Linked DNA regions of Mus musculus: region 2 is linked to region 1. The links are chromatin contacts, called in public HiCAR-type maps. All regions are on one chromosome and are shown on one strand. Each heading gives the region's core, a stretch centred on a gene start, on an enhancer-like site or on the middle of the called end of the contact. The rest is flanking DNA. Distances are from core to core; before and after follow the strand shown. Region 1 overlaps Hivep3 (human immunodeficiency virus type I enhancer binding protein 3). Region 2 overlaps Hivep3 (human immunodeficiency virus type I enhancer binding protein 3).

Region 1 (3,961 bases), core at 1,011-3,510:
GCAAGGGCACCCCAGGAAGCTACACTAGGTAGCAGGCTTTAAGCTCTTGCAACCTGAGGTCTCTGTGGAGGCACATGGCTTCATAGTACATGGGGTGAGAGCCACCCAGGCATCCAGTTCCCACATGGGGCAGTTATGTTACAAGGGAAGTCTTCCTTAGATCACACTGGGGTCCTGTATTGTGGCCTGAATCTAAAATGTTTCCCACAGGCTCATATTTTGAGCATGGAGTCCCCAGGAGGTGGCGATGTTTGGAAGGTTGTAGAGCCTTTGAGAGGTGGTGCCCAGTGAGCCAGATAGAACACTGGGGAGGAAGCGTCTGGGCTATACCTGTCTCTGGTTCTGGTCTAGTTTTCTGCTTCATGGGCAACCACAGAGTGAACAACAGTTCCTCGCCACAATCTCACTACCTCAGTCAGAGCCCCATGAGGTGCTGAAATCATCTGAAACCCAAACCCAAACCTTTCCTCTCCTAAGTCACTCTGTAAAGTGTTTTGTCACGAGGCCAAGGAACGCGGCTGTCACACCGTCCTCTATAATTCCGTGAGTCATTCTACCCTATAGTGATGATCCACATCAGAAGAAGCAGACTCCAAATGCCATCCGAACCTTCCACCCTCCTTGCTATCCACATCTCCATTTCCCAAGGGGCTCTGCAGCACTCTGCGGGAGCAAGCGACACATTCAGAGGCAGCTGCGTGCCTGCTGTCACCTTGTGTTCCTGGGGTTTCTCCCACTTTGATATTCTGCCTGCATATCTTCTGTGCCCATCGTTAAGCCTGAGCCGACATGCGTAGGTCTGAAGCTTGTGGGAAAGTGTCCATTCTTTAGGTCAAGGTTATTCCTAAAGAGGCCTCCCCATCGGGATATCATCGTGGCCACTGCATCTTCCCTGCTTGTGGGTCTGCTCACGGCAGCTGCCTTCATTTTCTTGGCAGCTGTGGCTGCTGGAAGAACAGGTGTCAGGAGCGTAGCAGCTGGGAGTTTATCCCTGCCCTTCAGGAGCCTTTTACCTCTGGTTGTAAGTGCCAGCTAAGGGTGTTAAGGAAAGGAGATCTGAGAAGGATGGCTAGTGACAGGCAGGCCTCAGCTGGCAGAGCTCAGAGTCCTAGCTGGAAGGAAGGGGATTCACACATTCACACATTCACACACTTGGGGCCTGTCCTGCAGCTCCACACTGCTCCATCTTGAGAGAGGCCACTTTGACCAGCAGGGGACATGACCTCATCCCTGGGCTAGACTCTCAAGAAGATGCAGCTCTGTGCTATAGAATGTTCCTTGAGCAGAACCAGTTATGCGTGTGTTGTCTGTGTGTGGGCTCGAAAGAAGAGTGATAAACCCTTGCCTCAAGCAGCCAGGGACTAGGGAGGCTGAGTGACTAGGGAGGCTGAGCAACTCTCCTGGTAGAGAACTGGGGATGGGGGAGGGTGACGAGAATTCTATTTAGTGGAAGCTGGGGATTTTGTCTGAAAAGACTTCATGGAGGGGGTGTCCCTAGGTTGGCACTCAAAAGCTAAGGGGATATGTGCCCATGTTCCAAAGAGTGTCCAAAAAACTAACTAAAATAATATAGGTTTAGGCACATAATGGTGTATGTTCTCTTCTCATGCAAGAACCAAAGGAAGACGGCCCAGACATGGCCTATGGCAGCTCCACATTGGAGGAGTAGCCCAGGCTCCTTCTTTCTTACTGCTCTTCCAACCACAGAACATGGTTTTCATCCTGAAATTCACCTCATATTCTCAGGTGACTACAAGGTCACTGGCCGTCACCTCCGTCTTTCATGAAGGAAGCAGGGAAAGGTAGAAGTGGCTTGCTGCCAGCTGTGTTCCTGCTTGGTAGTTCTAGCCAATGCTTTGCCTTACGTCACATGGCCTAGACGGAGTAATGGAAGAAAATGGGCTTAGTAAAGGAATGAGGGGAGGGGTGAGTTTGTAAAGTAAAGTGCTCCATCTCGGCCAGGTGCGGTGAGCCAGAGGAGTCTCCCAGGAGCGGGTAGAGTATTCTGGGAGAAGACCAGCAGGTGTACAGGCCTGCTGCTGTAAGGATCCTGGGAGTAGACCATATGTGTGAGAATGCACGTGTGTGGGTGGGGTGTAAAAACACATGTCTGTGAGAGAGGGGGAATTAGCCAGATTTCACAGGATCGTGGCCAGTGGTTGGAGTCTGGCTTGGTTCTGTAGAGAAGAGTGAGTCACTGGGACACCGTCAGGGCAACATCGATCAGATCTGAGGTTTCAGCTCATTGCAACAGTGATGTTTCAGCCACAGGGGTAATGAGAAATGAAAGTGGAGACATTGTGTTAATGGGAACAAGGGGAGCACGAGGTGAATGGGGATCAAGCAGAGAGCAAAACTGCACGTTCAACCCGCAGACTTGTAGGAATGAGAAATGGGGCCACTGAGGGCTTGGGAGTGAGGATGTGACCCATAGATTCCGTGATGAAAGGCTTCCTGTGTGGGTTTTCGTGGGTGCAGTTGGGGGGCACTTAGCTCTTGCTCTTAGGGGAAGGAAAAGAGGGGCCTCATTTCTCCTTACTCACTTCTATGCACCCGATTCACTAGCCACCTTTAAAAGATTTATTTTTGTTTTATGTATACAAGTGTTATGCCTGTGGAGGCCAGAAGGGGGCAGCAGATTCCATTATAGATGATTGTGAGCCACAGCGTGGATGCTGGGAATTGAACCCAAGTCCTCTTGAGGAGCAGCCAGTGTTTGGGTTGTTGTTTTGTTTTGTTTTGTTTTGTTTTGTTTTGTTTTAGTATAGAATAGGGTTTATTAAGGGCATGAGGAGGGGAGTTAAGAAGGTTGTAGAGGCAGAGAAAGAAAGTAGAGATGTAGAGGATCATGAATATGTGTAGAAAGAGGCAGGAAGGGAATGGGGAAAGAAGGGGGAAAGGAAACAGAGCTGAGAGTTCTACATCTTGATCCTCAGGTAGCAGAAGGAGACTGTGCACACTGGCCAAATTTGACCTTCTTACACCCTCAAAGCCCACTTCTACAGTGACAGACTTCTTCCAACAAAGCCACGCCTACTCCAACAAGGCCACACCTCCTAACAGTGCTGCTTTCTATGGGCCAAGCATTCAAACTTGAGTCTATGGGAACCATTTCTATTCAAACCACCACATCAACCCAGACCTTTTACCTATTGTCTCCACTTGTGGCTTTGAGAACAGAAGCTCAGAGAGGTTATACAGTGTATCCAGGGTTGCACCGCTGGGAAATGCAAAAGTGGAGTCAGATGTTGAGGGCATTTGCTAAGCAGCTGCCTTTACTCCTTCGGGTGACTAGGATTTGTGTGTGGCCCTGTCTGCTGACAAGCCAAGTGCTGACAAGCTGCTTTTCCTGTGCTTGCAAAGGTGCTCCAGCAGGGCTCTGAGCATGCCAGAATTTGGAATGCCTGGGAGGACATGGTGGTGTGGGCCCCATCTGGTCCCAGGTGAGCTGCTGACTGCATTGTGACACTGGAAACTCTGAGCTTCCTCTCTCCAGAGTTTCTCCTCCCTGAGCCTCAGGCTTCAGTCTAAATCAATCTATCTTCCCCTAAAAGCCCGTGCATTCTACCTTCCCAGCCATGACCTGCTGTCTAGACCAGCATTTACACAAGTCCTTCCTTAAATGTGTTTGTTTGTTTACATGCATGAGTGTTTCACTTGCATGTATGTATGTGCACCACATGCTTGTCTGGTATCTGCTGAAGGCAGTAGAGGGCACCAGGTCCCCTAGAACTGGAGTTCCAGATGGTTGTGAGGAAACTGAACCCAGGTCCTCTGCAAGAACAGCAGATGCTCATAACTGCTAAGCCATCTCTTTAGCCTCTATGTGTTGACCTTTAAAACCTTAGCCTTGACCTAAGACGTGAGGTTTATAATGGCATGAGTTTTCCTTTATGTTACATTAAAATGAATTTAGTTGATTAATAAGAAGCTGAAATTCTCTTCCTAACAGTATAGGCAA
Region 2 (3,961 bases), core at 872-3,371, 140 kb after region 1:
AGCACAAGACAGCAAGCGAGGAGGTGGTTTTCTGCTCCATGTTTCTGCCTTGGGCTCCCTGCCTTGAGGTCCTGGCCTGGCTTCCCTCAATGATAAACCATGACCTGAAAGTGTAAGATGAAATAGATACTTCCCTCCCCAAGTTTGGTTCTGGGTGTTTTATTACAGCAACAGAAAGCAAACCAGGACAAGTTTCAGTGTAGGTTCTCAACATGAATACAGAGACTTTCAAATACTAGCTTTCCCAATCTCCTCAAGATAGCGTTCATGGAAGCTGAGGTGCTCCCTGCTCTGGGAAGGGAGCACAGCAGCTCCACAGAGTATCTGGAGTGTGTGTGAGGTGGGGTGGCTCTGCTGAGGATTGGCTCACGATTGTGTAAGAACTGTCGCACAACAACCCGTGACTGGCAGAAACGGCAGGCACGGGGTGCTGAGGCCAGAGGAGGGAATCACAGGAACTTAGTGTGTAAGGTGCTGAGAAGGGGATGGATCTTTCCAGAAGCTTCTGTGATGTCTGTCAATGTCATCTGCCCCAGCCCCAGCTACTGGCTGAGGTGTAGGGGACAGAGGTGTGTGGCCCTGGCATCTAGTGCTTCCCTCCCACCCATATTGGTCCCTTTGGAGACTCAGAGGATGTGCTCCCAGGCTGAACTTTGTTTCCTGACTTGGGAGTGGGCCTTTCCTATTCCCGCCTAAAGCAGTTGGTGGGATGCGATTGGGCTTTCTGTGGTCCCCACTCCTCTGAGTCCTCAGACTTTCTGGCCAGCTGGTATGACTCAGGATCTCCTCCAATTTGTAGGCTCTTTTTTGTTTTAGTGGCATTTTCGGGGAGAAGAGGCAGACCACTGAGCCCTCTCTGTCATCTAGAAACTTGGGTCTTGGGGATGACATTCTCAGGTGACTAATATGCAGATGTAGCTGGACAGCTACTGAGGAGGACTGTGAGTGGCTGGTGATGGGATGACGAAGCCGGTCTCCATGCTTCAGCTCATCCTAGGTCCTCCACAAGCCACACCCCCTCATGAATCAAAACCATCTCATGACCCCAGTCCCCGGGCAGCTCAAGTCCTGCCTCCTCCTCTAGCAAACCTCTTTTCCTGCTGACTCCTGCTTCGGTCATGACTCCTCAGTGTGCAGTTTCTTGATGGTCCCTGTTCAGGAGGTTCAAGGGCTGAGCTTGAAACACCCCCCACATCCAGACACCATCAGAATCGACTCCAGTGTGGTTCCTCTGAAGACAAGGACCAAATCTTGTCCACTTTGGCAACTGCTAGCCAGCTGGACCCATTAAATGAATGAACGACCACGTCGGGTTCTAAAAAGAATTGTCACACATTGCGTGGGGGATTCCCGCTAGGGGTTGCATGTGATTCAGAGGAAACCTGTCTGAATATCACACCGTCTGGAAGGACTCTCAGCTCCTGGTGTCTGCACAGAGGACACTTGCTTATCGAAAGAGAACTGTAGCAAGCGGGTGTTGGGTCTCGTGGGCGGTGGACCTCATGTCCAGTGTGGTGCGAGTTTGATGAGTGGGAGAAGCATCTGACCAGGTAGACATGCTGTGGGGGAGGGGTGTGATGTCTGAAACAGTCTGAGGAGGGCTTGGAGGTGGGGCCTGGCCTGTGGGTGCTCTGGGGTCTCGGTGGGAGGTATCAGGTACTCCTATTTTTTTTTTAATACTTGCAGTGGACTGGGAGATCAGACTTGGAGTTGATGGGACATGGCAAAGCTGTGCAATGTCTAGATGGCTCTGTTGGCAGACTCAAATAAGTTACCACAGGGAGCCACAGAGCCAGTCCTCTCTACCATGCCACTCTTCGGAGTTGAACAGCAGCAGGTGTGGTGAGAGGGGACATTGGAGACCTCAGGTGATCTCTGTGTTCTGTAGCAATCATCTGTGTGGAGTGGTTGCCAAGGACTTACGTTCTCACAAAGCATGGTGCCGAGGACAAGCAAGAGGACAGTGCCACAGGCCTATGTGCAGGTTACCCCACATTACTACACTCCGCTCTGGGACAGAGTCCGGGGAAATTATGTGGGTTGTGCCACATGCCAGGCGTTGTTCTCGGCACTGCGTGCACAGTGACTCACCAAAGCTCAGAAAGCCCTCACCATTCTCAGCCTCCTTTTCACACACAGTGACTTCACACACCACGGAGGTCACAAAGAGAAGGACGTGGACCAGAACCTAGGGTATCAGAGCCTTAGAGATCACATTCTCAGCTCTCACACCACACCATCAGAAGCAGACAAACCGGACGGAGAGTCCAAAGAGCGTGGCATGCCTAGGACGCTATGCGGCACACAGCTAAACGACTCGGGTTTTCTGCTTTAAGAAGTGCTTTCCTCTGAGCTTCCTGGTTTGAGCCTTATGACAGCTGCCCTGGTGCCTGAGCCACATCGCTTGCTCATCCATCCATCTGCTCAGGAATCTCTCTGGAGCTCCTGTCCTGCCCTAGGCTTCCCTTGGCTCGAAGAGTGTTTTGTTTAGTAACTTGGAAACCACAATGCACTCCTTTGCCCCCCGCACTGTTCCAAGCATGTTAGTTTTCACTTGGGCTAGCAGCCCCCTCAGGGTAAGTGATTGTGCGCCATACCCATGGGTCAGCTTGCTTCTATAGGTCCCTAGGCTGTAACCATGTCCTTACCACGAAGGCACCCAATCACGTCTGCAGTTGGCTTAGGTTGGCATTGGATGTGGGTAAACTGAGGAGTCAACCCTGCTCTGGGGAGTGTTATACCTTTCCAATCTCATTCTTGGATTGATGTAACCTGAGTCCCTGTGGTTGGTGGGGGGGCTGAAGTTCTGTTCCCTTGCTGGTTTTCAGATGGGCAGTCCTTCCGAGTTGCTAGCTGCTGCCTCTGGGTCCTTCCCTTCCACATGATCCTTCCACCTTCAGGCCAGCAAGCGTTCATAGAGTCTGACTGATGCCAGTCCCTCTAACTTGCTCATCTAGAACCAAACAGAAAACTCTACCTTTCAAGTAGACTTCCCTCGAGCCTGTTCAAGGTCAAGGATGCCCTGACACAGACCCCAGTCATCTGTCATTGTCCAAAAACTGTACTCCAGGATTTGGAAACCTTGAGGTCCACCAGGAGCCCTGCCCATCCGCCTGGTAAAGGATGACACTCAGGGAAGTTTAGCATAGGGCAAAGGAATGTACAGTGTATCATCCCAGAGCCACTGTATCCTACTATCTCCCTGAGGGGACATGGGACAGAAATGCAATTTGGAGAGAGTTCAGGGCTGGGATAAAGCAGGGATTGTTCTGTACCTAAAATTGATCTAGAAAACTCCCTGACCATGGCTTCCGTCTTCCCCACTTTTGTAGGATCAGAGGCACAAACCAAGCTGCCTCGAAGTAGCTCATGGAAGACTCTGGAGAGCCGCTGGCCAGGCACGCTACCCCTTCCTCAGGGAGAAGCAGTGTGTAAGCAGAGGCTTTGCGGCCGGAGTGGACATGAACGCTGGCTTCCAGAGAGAGCAGCGCTTCAGTTTTGGTCATCGGAAGTGGTGCCTGCAGCGCAGGTAAGAAGCTCCAGTCTGGTTTGCCAACTGCCATTTTAGCTGGCTGTGTTCTTCTCTTAAAACCTTCTGTCTGGAGAGTGGCCATCACCTGTCCTTGCCTTCCCTGACCTCTGACAGAGCTGGTCTGGAATTCCCTGGTGCCTTGATTAGGAATTCCAGCCTTCCCATGTCTCCGCCCCTCAGTCTCCACCTCACCTCTGCTAAAGGACACAACAATGTCTCACAAGGACCCAGGCCTCTGATATATTAACCTGTTTCCCAGGCTTGTCCTTCCATGCCCAATCCTAAGTCACCTTCATACCCTGCCCTGTCATAAAGCCCCTGCCCGGAGGCATGGAAGGGTGTCAGGTCTGGCCTCTCATGATTACCTGGAGAGTTCCAAACTCTAGGGGCTGAGTACATAGGCAAGTGAGGTCCCTGGGCTCCTATATG

Evidence for each region. HiCAR-type assays count read pairs that join an accessible place to other places.
Region 2: a contact with region 1 is called in a HiCAR-type map of Th17 cells, with 8 times the contacts expected there. The contact joins two enhancer-like sites. A contact is called at or near these places in 4 of 15 datasets of contacts at CTCF or cohesin (CD8 T cells, the NIH/3T3 cell line, large pre-B cells and 1 more), 9 of 484 Hi-C or Micro-C datasets (B cells, the C3H10T1/2 cell line, CD8 T cells and 6 more), 10 of 115 datasets of contacts at active chromatin or transcription factors (CD8 T cells, T-cell acute lymphoblastic leukemia, Th17 cells and 6 more) and 2 of 9 other capture datasets (adipose tissue and liver).

Annotation. Positions count from the first base shown.
Region 1 is chr4:119,920,966-119,924,926 of GRCm38.p6, forward strand. The region is part of intron 1 of Hivep3 (human immunodeficiency virus type I enhancer binding protein 3); the gene reads left to right. Among named protein-coding and RNA genes, the nearest start is that of Hivep3, 110 kb to the left of the region's middle. Within about 2 kb of position 2,261, at least 22 of the 459 cell types and tissues checked have an H3K27ac peak or open chromatin away from gene starts, as enhancers often do. A contact at or near this core is called in Th17 cells, where this site is marked.
Region 2 is chr4:120,061,535-120,065,495 of GRCm38.p6, forward strand. Hivep3 (human immunodeficiency virus type I enhancer binding protein 3) reads left to right here. Exons shown (of 9, transcript NM_010657.3): 3 at 3,333-3,529. It overlaps Gm36215 (a long non-coding RNA gene), which reads right to left. Exons shown (of 3, transcript XR_376605.4): 3 at 3,847-3,961. Among named protein-coding and RNA genes, the nearest start is that of Gm36215, 11 kb to the right of the region's middle. Within about 2 kb of position 2,122, at least 21 of the 459 cell types and tissues checked have an H3K27ac peak or open chromatin away from gene starts, as enhancers often do. A contact at or near this core is called in Th17 cells, where this site is marked.